Linked DNA regions of Mus musculus: region 2 is linked to region 1. The links are chromatin contacts, called in public HiChIP or PLAC-seq maps. All regions are on one chromosome and are shown on one strand. Each heading gives the region's core, a stretch centred on a gene start, on an enhancer-like site or on the middle of the called end of the contact. The rest is flanking DNA. Distances are from core to core; before and after follow the strand shown. Region 1 holds the start of Rgmb (repulsive guidance molecule family member B). Region 2 has its middle 150 kb from the start of Gm41534.

What was found. HiChIP or PLAC-seq counts read pairs in DNA pulled down with a chosen protein or histone mark.
Region 2: a contact with region 1 is called in an H3K4me3 HiChIP or PLAC-seq map of neural tube, with 5 times the contacts expected there. The contact joins the enhancer-like site here to the promoter of Rgmb in region 1. A contact is called at or near these places in 8 of 39 promoter capture datasets (the 3T3-L1 cell line, cranial neural crest, embryonic stem cells and 2 more), 1 of 15 datasets of contacts at CTCF or cohesin (stem cell-derived epiblast-like cells), 1 of 484 Hi-C or Micro-C datasets (myeloid progenitors), 14 of 115 datasets of contacts at active chromatin or transcription factors (astrocytes, craniofacial prominence, differentiating embryonic stem cells and 9 more) and 2 of 9 other capture datasets (embryonic stem cells and pancreatic islet).

What each region holds. Positions count from the first base shown.
Region 1 is chr17:15,828,651-15,834,919 of GRCm38.p6, reverse strand. It overlaps Rgmb (repulsive guidance molecule family member B), which reads left to right and starts at 3,855. Exons shown (of 5, transcript NM_001372257.1): 1 at 3,855-4,299; 2 at 5,225-5,300. The coding sequence starts at 5,296. It also overlaps the pseudogene Gm3292.
Region 2 is chr17:16,085,729-16,091,997 of GRCm38.p6, reverse strand. No RefSeq gene overlaps it. Among named protein-coding and RNA genes, the nearest start is that of Gm41534, 150 kb to the left of the region's middle. Within about 2 kb of position 2,592, at least 25 of the 459 cell types and tissues checked have an H3K27ac peak or open chromatin away from gene starts, as enhancers often do. A contact at or near this core is called in embryonic basal ganglia, embryonic forebrain and neural tube, where this site is marked.

The sequences.
Region 1 (6,269 bases), core at 2,606-5,105:
CAGCCACCAAACCCAGACACTACTGCTGATGCCAAGAAGTGCTTGCTAACAGGAGCCTGGTATAGCTATCCCCTGATAGGCTCTGCCAGAGCCTATGCAATACAGATGTGGCCCGCAGTCAACCATCAGACTGAGCACAAGGCCCCCAATGTAGGAGTTAGGGGAAGGACTGAAGGAAGGAGCTTAAGGGGTTTGCAACCTTATAGGAAGAACAACAATATCAACCAACCAGACCCCTCAGAGCTCCCAGGGCCTAAACCACCAACTAAAGAGTATACATGGCTCCAGCGGCATATGTAGCAGAGGATGGCCTTATCAATGGGAGGGGAGGATCTTGGTCCTGTGAAGGATAGATGCCCCAGTGTAGGGGAATGCTAGGGCAGTGAGGTGAGAGTGGGTGGGTGGATGGGGAAGCACCTTCATAGAAGCAGTGGGAGAGGGATAGGAGGTTTGCAGAGGAGAAACCAGGAACAATGATAACATTTGAAATGTAAATAAACAAAATATCCAAGAGAAAAAAAGAAAAAAAAATTTGATGATGAAAAACACAAGTCATATCCTTTTATTGATGGAACATCCAAGATCTAATTAGACACTTAAATATTTTAGCCTATGTGAATGAGACAGTGGGAGTGTTGAAGTTGAACTGTTATACAATATAATTGACCATAGCTAATAACAACCTGAAGGAACTCTTAAAAAAAATCACTGAGACTAGATGGTAAATATTCTCATCCCCTCCAAAACAATAAACCCTAAGCATATCAAGTCGATATTAAATTTAGGCATTCTACAATGTATACCTACTCCAAAGCATTGTGTTGTCATGATAAATATATGTAATTATCATTTCTAAGTTAAAATTTTTACATAATAGCAACACAATTTTCAAAGTTCACATTTCTCACTACTATTTATTTTCGAACAAATTTTTATTTTCTAACATGAGGAGTACTTAAACACAAAGTCATGCTGAAATGGAAACATTAATTATCCTGATTTGATCAATACATGCTGTATTCCTGTACTAAAATATCATGCTTTAATCCATAAATGTGTACAAATATTTTTTAAGAGGGGGGCTTCTTATCCTGTGTGTTGAGACACTTGTTAGAGGAAATGGAAATGTCAAACAACCTTGATTTAATCATTAAACAATATATACTTGCATTATAAGCTGTCATGTCTCTTCCCCATAAATTTGAACTCAAGGAAATTCTCCTTACTAGTTCTATTTTAAAAAGTGTATATTGCTAGTAAAAGCTAGGCATGGTTTTAGGTTTTGTTTAAACAGGAGATGAGATGTATAGTTTCTAAGCAGCACTTCATAGATGGCAGCCAGCAGGAGGCTGATGAAGGAGTGTGAAGAGACCTGAAAATGTGGGATGAAATCTTCCCTAACACCCAGGTTGACAAACGTAATTGACTGACTTGACAAGGGCTTATTGTTCCTGACGGCCCTCCATATGATGCCTTCAGAACTGAAATAAACTTTCCAGCAAAGTATCCACTCAAACCACCCAACATCACATTTAAAACAAAGATCTACCACCCTGACATTGATGAAAAGGGGCAGATCTGTCTGCAGGTAATTACTGCTGAAAACTGGAACCTAGCCACCAAGACTGGCCAAGCAATTCAGCCCCTGGCAGCACTGGTGAACAGCCCCAGCCTCCGTACCCACTCTGGGCTGACCTAGCTGAAGAATTCTCTAAGTACCGTAGAAAATTCTGTAAGAATACTTTAGGGTTTACATTTTTAAAAAAAATGGGGGAAAATCGACCTGTGGACTAAAATCTACCATAACCTGGTGCAGTGTATTCAGATACCCCACAAAGCACAAATCTGGAAAACTGACATGTGCCACCAACCGGCATCTGTGTGTGACAGTTACCAACTTTCTACAGTTTTCTTAATCAAAAATGGTCTAGGTAACCTGTAAAGAAGGATTAGAAAATTCAGATGATCTAAGAAAAGAAAGAAAGAAAGACAGACAGACTAGCACGTCATGAAATTTCAGCCTTTTTGTGCATTAATTTCAAAAACTCTACAAGGAAATAAGGCACAGATGACCACAGAGGGGACTAAAGCCCAAGCTTTCAAAGTGGGACAAAAAAAAAAAAAAAAAACGAGACTGTGGAAAAGTTAAATGTATCATTTAAATAAATACAAGCTGAGGCGATTTGCATAACAATTGGCATCCATTTTTGCATCGGCCAGTATTATGGAAAAGGGGATTGTGATGATTTGTGTCTGTGTTTATGTGAAGTCTAGCTAGCTGTGCAGAGGAGTGAAGAACTGGGCTGCATCAGAAGTCGCCTTCTGAGCTGACTCTCTGGATTTCCTTTGAACTCGTTTTCAACATTATGCTATGCAGCAGCTTGTCTTTGTGTTGGTAGAAGGAGAAGGAAAAACACAGGAGACTAGGCTTTAGTTTCTAAATTAAAGCTCTGCTGGGCTGATTGCTCAAGTGGCTTTTCAAAGGCAAAACAAGTGGGGACATTAAAATTCCTGTTTCTGTAGGACCACTAACTGAGCCCAACACCACCACCGCCACCTTTTGTTGTTGTTGTTGTTGTTGTTGTTGTTGTTGTTGTTCTCAATACCAAATAGAGCAGGTTCCAGTGTATCTTACAGACACCTTAAACGGACTCAAGGTATTTTTGTTTGGTTTGGTTTGGTTTGGTTTGGTTTGGTTTTCTCCCCAATTTGATTGGTATTTAGAGAAGATAACGGAAAATGAAATGCAAAAATCCAGACAGGGAATATGACGAGGGGTCTTTTGTTATTGAATTTCTGAACCTGGGAGTTCTGAGTCCTCAACCTTCCACATTTTTCTTGATAGTGAACCCAAGGTTCAGAAGTTAAACCCTCGAAGTCCCGCCCTTTTTTATACTACCCTATGCTGCCCCTACCGTTAGATGGAGAAACTGCAGGTAAAGGTTAGTGGAGAGAAGGCGATCTGGGGAGGATAAGGATTAACTAACTACCTGAGCCCAGATGCTTAGAGTTTTGTCTTAACTAAAGAAAACAAAACAAAACCGCACTCTTGTTCTAGAATGAGTGAGCTGCCGCTAACTATCTATGAAGCTCAAGAATCACCCTGGAGGTCTTTAATGATAAAATATTAAACTAAAAATAAGCCAGAAATTACAGGTTTATTTTTCACTAAACAGACAATTGAAATACATGGTACAAAAATAAGTGGTAAGATTATTGTAAATTGAAAAATGGACAGAATAAATATTCAATTTAATTTTCCATCTATGAGAATTTCACAATAAAATCATAATTTACTTTGTATTATTAAAAAAAAAAAAAAAAGAATCACCCTGGAGAACATAGCTCGATCTCCCCTCCCCCATCTCCTTCCACGGGATGCAAAGGACGTCGTCCTGAAACATTTCCTGAGCCAGTTCTTTTACAATACACTTTCTCATTTGGGTCTAAGGGGTTTCTTTCTACCCTTTCTCTCGACGTGAAGCCAAGTCATATTGGCACCTCAGGTGGACAGGAACGATAACCCTCTTGTGCTCGCACACGTCCAGAGGACCATCCCTGTCACCTCCTTCACAGTTACACGCAGTAGGAAGACCCTAGAGGATAGTTGGAGGGACGTGCTTTTGAGGGCACTGATGGACAGCTATAAAAAGCGAGGAGAAAAATCGAGGGGAGGGGGGTCTGTTGCCGTCGTGGCGGCGCGGAGTGCGAACACCGCACGCGTCCGGCTGACAACAGGCAGAGCCCGCAGCAGGACCGTGATGAGCCGGGTGGGTAAAGGCAGCGCTGCGGGCCCGGAGGGCGGCGCAGAGGGCGGCGCTGGCGGCGTGAAAGGCGCCTTTGTGCAAGCCGGTGTGTAGGACCGCGGGAGAGGAGAGAGCAGGACCTGGAAACGGGGAGAGGCGTACCACGCTCCCTGCCGTCGGGTCTCCAGCAGGACAGTAGGGTAGAGCGGTGGACTGGGGACCGGCGCTGCAGAGGTTGTCTGCCTCTGTGGCCGTGGGGCAGGGGTGGGAAGAGAACAGTTTGGAGGAAGTTGGGGAGAGGGACCTGTCTCCCCGCCCTCTCCGCCTAGGTGACAGAGAGGCCCCGCTGGCTGGCAGGGTGCAAGCACTGCCCCGGAGCTCACTCGGGAACCGGCATCTGGAGAGCGGCCCCCGGGTGGAGCCGCCCGCCTGCCGCCCACCTGGGGCAGAGTGGCGGGCGCGGCGTGGCCTCCCTCCTGCGCCCCGGCCGCGTGGCTTGCGGCTTATTTTCCCAGCTGGCAAGCGTCGCGCTGCAGACAAGGGAATGCCTGTGGTGAGTTGTTTATTTTGTTGAAGTTTGCGGTGGGCCCGGAGGACGGTGGGGGGGGGGCGAATAGCAGGCAGCGGCCGGGACTGTTTTGTTTAGGTCTTGGTCCACCTGTGTGGTATAAATCTGCCAGGCTCCGGGCTGTGGGGTCCAGGGTGAGAAAGCCCTGGCGTTCCAAAAGCTCCTGGCCACGTTTAATTTGCAATGCCTGGAACCGACTAGAGTCTAAGGAAGGCTGCTCCCCAACCCCCAGCTTTCCGTAGACGCTTCCCCTAAGGGACAGTCGCCTCCTATGACCTGGGAACAGCTGGCCACTGAAGTTTCCCCATTCCCTTCCCCATTCCTCGGGGGTAATGGAGCTGAAGCTTTAATGTGAGAGGAGCCCAAGAAAACAGAGACAAACTTATCGTGGGGGCGGGGGTGGTGTGAAGTTCGTTCAGGGGTGTTGGGTCGGACTGCTTCTACAAACTGGGATCCTGTGTTGGCCAATTTCCCAAACTAGACTGGTGAAAGGCTGGCTGGCTCCTGAGGGAGCCCATAGGAACCCCTGGGGCTGATGTTAGTACAGCCTCGGCTTCGTTTGCCTGGAAGAAAAGCCTAAATACATTAGTGAGAGGGTAAAGCTTTTAAGGCCTTCTTGGGAGTGAGTGGCTGGCTAATGAGAGGTTAATTTTGTTTCGAAGGGAAGGCTGTGCTGGTTTCCTGAGATAAATGGACAGGAAGCACATTACCTCCAAGCACTGGCAAGCGGCTCCCAAATGCTTTTTGCACCTGCCGCTTCTAGCCCTGAGAGCCAGAAGCGAGCCCTACTGGAGTCTGTTAGGGATCAAGGGGCCGGGGATGCAACCCCTTGCACTCTCCGTGGTCTCTCTCTCTTTCTCCAGGGGCTCAGCGCTCACACGGAGCCCTGGGGCTCTTCTCTTACACCTAGGTCCTGCGTGTTCCGGAGCTCGGGGGCATCCTGATCCCGCTGAGCCCCTTCCAGGTGCAGAAGGGTTAACAATGATGTAAGTACAAGCCAGGCGCTACATGCTGCTGGACTCTGGGCTATTCCAGCCCCTTATTTTCAAACACTGTGGAGCAACGAGCAGCAGGGGAGCCCTTACTCCGGAATGGGTTACACAAATAGCTTATTGCAGACTTCTCTGTCCTGGGTGAGCTGTTAAGCAGAGACCCTCATGTTAGGTTTCTGGGTTTGGAGATACAGTACCTGGGGAACAGTTAAGACACTATGTAAGGATTTGGGAAATGAAACTGCATCATGTTTAGAATCTATTAACGTTTCTGGCATCCGTTTTAATTACCCAATTGCATGCCCATGGTGTAGTATGCTTTGCTGGGTCTCTTAGATGCACTGTTCTGTTCTCACCACTCCTCGAAAACAAAGGGGAAGAGAGAAAGAATGCAGATGGCAAGACACAAGGTGGATTTGGGGGTTGCTCAAGTTTCCAGTCATCTCACTTTTTTTCCTAATTAAAATGTAAAACTTTTATAATCCTCACATTTGTTCTAGCTTCCTCCCTGGGTTTTTCTTTGTCCCGTCCCAAATTCTGCTTTAACCTGATGCATGGGAGCTTTGACGAGTGGCCACCCTATAACCAGCCATTCAACATGCTCTTGGTTTCCAAGCTGATTTCAAATCTTGCTAACTAACATCCAGATTCACCCCAGACTGTATCAATGAACCCGATGTCATGAAAATAGGAACCACCTTGTACTTTATTTTTAAAAAAAATAGCATTTTCCTCTAGCAGCTGAACACTTCGCTGTAATAAAAAGTGAATTGTTAGGCATACATGTCTTAAGCTTGTCAAATTTTACAACAGAGGTGCAGTAAAACACCTTAAAGATGATTCTCCTCCCCCACCACCACCACCCCAGTTTTTTTTCCTTGATATCAGGATTTGAAGCAACTCGAGGGTGCCCTCTACTGATAAGAATATCTAGACCCCCTTGTATTTAAAATATATATATAT
Region 2 (6,269 bases), core at 1,343-3,842, 260 kb before region 1:
AGGAGGAAGAAGAGGAGGAGGAGGAAGAAGAAAAGGCTTTCTTACATGGTCCCTTTTATAACTGTGCCTCCCTGTCTTCTCTACTCACTTCCTAAACAAATATCCCATTCTGATCTTTGTTTCATAAAATCTGAATATAAAATTTGTTGAATAAACCAATTCAAATAGCATATCTAGACATATATAGATATAGTGTATTTGTATTTAGGTTATAGTTTTAAATACAATACTCAGATTCTTATTTTCTTTCAATTATTTACTTATTTATTTACTTACTGACTTACATTTTTTTTGTTTTTTTTTAAATTAGGTATTTTCCTCACTTACATTTTCAATGCTATCCCAAAAGTCCCCCATACCCACCCCCCAATCCCCTACCCACCCACTCCCCCCTTTTGGCCCTGGGGTTCCCCTGTACTGGGGCATATAAAGTTTGCAAGTCATTTTAAAGATCTGTCTGTATTTTCCACATGGGTATAGCTCTTCCATCATATTCTCTCCTCCACCGATTGTGGTTGGTTCAACTCACGTCACCCAAATACTGCAGCCATGAGCATGTTAGCACTGTCTCATAATGGATCTATCTGTATGGAACTCTCTTTGGATTATTTATTAAGGAAAAGAACTTCCCTTAATAAGTAGAAGTAGAAAACTGGAGACATGGCTCACCAGTTAAGAACACTTGCTCCTGCAGAGGACTTGGCTTCAGCCCCAGAACTAGGACACACAGCCATCCATAACTCCAGTTCCAGGGATGAAACTCCCTCTTCTGACTTTCACAGACATCAGGCATGCATGCATATATATATGTAAAATGCTCATACCAATAAAGATAAAGAAAATGTAGATGAATACAGTGAGGGTCTTTTGAGTAAATCAGCCTGGTAGCCCTTCTGAATGATATATCAGTTTTATTTCCTACCAGTAACACAGCTGATCTCTTTACATCAGTAACACTGTCCACGGCTGCCATTACTTAGTCATCCACTCACTCCAGGAAGATATTGACAGTCTTATGGTTTGCATTTCCAGCATTTGAAATGGATGTGGGTACCTCTCTGTTAACTTTTTAACTCCTTTGTATACATTGCTATTTCTACTGAATTTTCTGTCTGGTTTTTACATCTCCCCTTCTTCAGCTACTGTGGTATATGCTAATTACTTTTATGTGTGATATCCTTAACTAAACAGATTCTTAATTGTGATGAAAATATGACCAGCTATCTTCTTATGCTTTATAGTTTAAAAGCCTTTTTTACCTTAAATTGATTTCTCCATGCAACTAAATAAAATGTATTCATGTGTTCTCTTCTATCACCTTTGTTAGGACTGAGCTTTGTTTTGTTTGTTTGTGCCAGGGTCTCACTATATGATGCAGGCTGATCTTGAACTATCAACCTCTTGAACTTGAGAGTCTGAGGATTACAGATGTGCAACCACTGCAGTCCAATGTTCTATTACACATGACAGTTGTTTTTTGATATAGGCATTTAAATGATAAGTACACAGTAAAGTACTAGATTAGCACAGAGAACCAAACTTACTAGTATAATTAATACACAGCCTGTTCTTTCCTGCTGGTCTGTGTCCTCACTTCTTTCTTTGTAAAATAAAAAGAATCACTGGCTTCTCCCACTAGGACCAACATGAGATTAAATTAAGAACTGTGCAATGTTGTGACATCTGAATTTCCAGTTCAAAGAAACTGATTCTTTAACACTCAATGTTCTGTCTTTTATAAAATATACGTGTAATTATGTCAAATGTTTTGGGCCCAAAATTTTATCAAGTAATTATGTCGACACCTTCACATATAAAACATCTAATGGGCACCTTGAGTAACTAGCTTACCTCTGCTCATCTAAACTAATTTCTAGGCCCAGTTCTTCACAGGAAGTATGCTTAGCCTTGCAAGGTTTCCAAAGAACTGACGGCCTGTCCTTGAAGACATAAAAAATGAAGTCTGGTATGACGCATCTGAAAGATTGCTGTGTTTTGTTGCTTTTGAGTTTATAAAGAGCTTTTTCTGCATAGTCAGTACTCAGTAATTATTTCTACATTTTCTTGCATTTACTTCCCTTTCAAAAATAAAACCTCTGATGATAAATTTTAAACGCATATTTTTTAATGAAAAAAAAAGCCCACAAACTCTAATTTCAAATATTATTTCTGGGCCGAAAGAAAAGAAAAAGACTAAAGAGGCCATCTCTCAAAAGCTGCTGCCACAACACAAAAGGCTATACCAAAGTCCCTGTCCTGCCTCTACCCAGATGGTTTCTCGTGCACGACACTGAAAAATTAACTTTCAAATTACACTTCACATTATTTTGTCTCTTCCTTAAACCTCAGAGATGCAGCTGCAATTAGAAATGTATCCTCAGATTTCCATCAGACCTAAGTAGGAATCTGAAGATAATGAACTCGTTAGTAATGAAAAAGTGCATTTGCACAATAATTGTGTTGGGAAGGCTACATACATTACTGCACTATATTATTGTCCAACACTATTAGACCAATGAAATGACTAGGGCTGTAGAAAGATGCTGCTTGGTTTTCTAATTACTATTAGAGAATGCCTGCCTCCTGAGCCCAGCCTCAGAGGCTTCGCTTTTGAGTCGTCTGCAGCTTATGCAGCCTCTCATGCATTATACATGACACCCATATGGCCATTTGTGATGCAAGGTCTCTGGAGGAAGGATTCATAGCATCATCTTCCCTGCAGGAGGAGAAAAAGTGAGAAAAACAACAAAGAAGGCAGAAAACTGGGAATAGTGTTGGGAGGGAAAGAAGACCACTGGGTAACGCTGGATCTCAGACAAAGGTGAGTCAAATTATAATAAACACATGTATTTCAAAAAGAGCAAAAGAGAGGATTTCAGTGCTCTCACTACAAAGAAATGGCATATACTTGAGGTGGGAATATGCTCGTTATCTGGATCTGATTCTTCCACAATGTTTGCAATGGCTCATAATATCCCAATATACTTAAACCTATACAGTTATGTCAATTGAAAATACAAGGAAGGAAAGAAGGAAGGGAGGGAGGGGAAAGGGAGGGAGAGGGGGAGAGAGGGAGGAATGGAAGGAGGGGGAGAATGAAAAATGGAAGGAGGAAGAAAGGATGAGAAGGGAGGGAAGAAAGTTGGAAGGGAGAGAAGGGGGAAGAAGGAAGTAGAACTGAGAGAATGGGCTTCATTTTTAGAATTCTGATTTATATTTTTACAACTACATCCATGAGAGTTCCTAAGCAAGGCTAGTCTCTGTCATTTCTGATAAGTAACTCATTCCTGTCATTTACCCAGGTAAGAAAATTCAGTGGTAGCTACAGAAATGGCTTGAGGACCTGTGTTCAATTCTCATCACCTGCATGGTGATTCACAATAATCTATAAGTCCAATTCCAGGCGATCTGACTTCTGCACACACCAAGCACACACACAATGCACATACATGCAGGCAAGTGAAACATTCACACATAAAATAAAATGAATAAGTCTAATCTAAAAGTTTTTAAAGAAAAAGAAGGCTGAGTTTTTGCCAAAGAGATCTAATGCACATGAAGCTTGGCTTTCAAGGATTCACATTTAATACTAGTATTTAAAAGCACCTATTAGGGTAATAATCTAGCAATATTTTCTTAACTTTGGTCAAATATATGAAATATGTCTTAAAATAAAGTGTAGAAATTCTCTGATATGCTCAGAATCTCCCTGGAGCATGGTACACAAGATATTAATCATAGAAATAATTCCTCCAAACGTGCTTGCAGTACATCTATACAAAAACCACTGCAGTTGTATCTGTTTCTGTTTCTCTTCCCTAGGACTTGAAAATATTAAGATTCACTTGATTTTAAAGACACTACCTATTATAATAATATCAAATAAGAATTGAGCACAATGGGGTCCAGGTATGAAGCAAAGACTCAAAAGTCATTATTTTGTTTTTTTCTTCTATAGACAAAACTGTTAAATTTGTGTTAATATTACTCTTATTATTTCCAACTTACAACAGAGAAAAATAAGTCTCATACATTTTTATTTTTATAATTCATTATTGCCCATTTATTTAGTGTATGTTCGTGCATGTGTGCGCGCGCACACACACACACACACACACACACACACACACATCCGCCATAGCATACCTGTGAAATGAGGAGATAATCTGTGAGTTCTCTCCTTTCAAAATGTATGTCCTGGAGAATGAACTCAGGTCGTTGTGCCTGGAGGAAGTGCCTCTACCCTCTGAGTCATCTGCTCAACTCTATAATTGTAATTTTTAAATATAAAATAAACATTTTATTTTTGTTCTTGTAACTGTATTGGTAAATTAATGCAACATTGTCTTTACTTTCATAGGCCATCTTGCCCAGAGAAATGTACACAGTATTGAAACTTAATTGGTCATTTTTTGGTTATTTTCCTTTTCTTAAGAAAAGCAGTAAACTTAGTAACCCCATGAAACTAGGAGTAGTTATATTAATAACATTTAGCCAGTTGAGCTATTGAATGTCATACTGCTCTCATTTTCATTTTCAAAATCTTCCTATACATCATTCTACATTGTTTTTCAAATATAAATGTTAATTTTCTAATTAAATATTTACCATATTAAAAATATTTTTAAAGAATTTGATACAGGTTAGCAGCAGTGGGTAGAACACAGGCACACAAGTAAGCCTGCACAAATTTTCTATATTTATTTTGAAATGGAGCAGGGCTCCAAGGAGTCATTCTATTTTACTATTCCCATAAAGGTGGTATTTTTCCCTTTATGGATCTGGCTTCTTGCCCTGACTTCTATGCAGTTAGATGCCTAAGCAAGCTCAAGATCCGACATTTTCAGCCTGCTCTTTTTTTTAGTGAAAGATGAGGACTCACCCTCATGACCATCCATGGCTCAACTTGTGCCTGGTACATCATTGATTCCTTAGTAATTGAACGAGACATTTATCTGCTCTCCCAATAACTAAGGTTATGAACTGCTATGTGTAAGTTGAAAATGAACAGGTAAAAGGATATTCTCCTTTGTAATAACAAAACTACAATTTACTGTGTTATGCAGTTCTCTTGAGGAAAACATGATCCTCAGGAAATACTAGTTCAATTACAATGAGAAAAAAATTGGGGGACTGAACAGGTGGCTCAGCAGTTAATGACTGTGCTGCTCTTCCAGAAGATCTACGGTTTTTCCTCAGCGCCCACACTGGGAATCCCACAATTACCAACTCCAGGGGATCCAAAACTCTCTTCTGGCCTCTACCACCACTTGCGTCCACATACAAAAACCCACACATTGACATTCATATGCATGTAATTTAAAATAAAAGCAAAATCTTCAAAACATCTAGAAATATTTTAAAGCCATTCATTGCCAAACATTGTACTACTTCACTTCCTTTAAGATGTCTTTAATTGTGCATTATACAATAAAGTATATTAATTTTGCATAATAATTGATTCATTGTAATATTTTCATACATGTATATAATGTAGCATTATCACACTCACCCTCCCAGTATTTTTTCCCTGCCCCCTTCCCCTCTCTCTCTGATCCATTCCTCTTCCTAAAGAGAATCCAGTCTACCATTATGTATTTTTTAATCCAGATTCTATATACAAGAGGACATAGAATGTTTGAATCTCCGAGTCTATCTCACTTCACTTAACATGATGGTTTTTAGCTTGTCTATTTTCCTACAAAATGCCATAATTTCTTTCATCTTTGAGACGGAATACAATGCCACTGTGAATACGTACAGAAAACATCTCTATACTCGGTGCTTTACTTTTTAAGCTAGGAAACTGAAGCTTAACAAAGCATGATTATGTACACTATAATAGTTGGCTCTGGCTTCTCTGCTAAGTTTAATGAAAGCTAAGAAATATTTTATTTGTCTTAATAGTATGACAGACTCCTAATTGAGCTTCCCATAAGACCTAGCAAATAGAATCTCAGTAAAACTTATTAGATGATAAACAGTAAGCAGATAAATAAATAGAAGAATGAATGCACAAAATGGCAGGAGAGGGAACTCTGGTATGTAGTTTAACAACCAGGGAATAGATACTTTAAAAGCAAAGTGAGCACGTGTGGTTAGGAATGAAACTAGAATGGAATATTTAAAGTGTTCCAAACTAAACTCCAAAGCATGTCCATACAAAAGAAGATGCAAAGAACCTTTAAGAGCTATGGGGTAGAAGCAACAATTACTTTTCTTTGATTTCTCTTAACATCAATGGACTCAATTCCCCAATAAAAAGACAT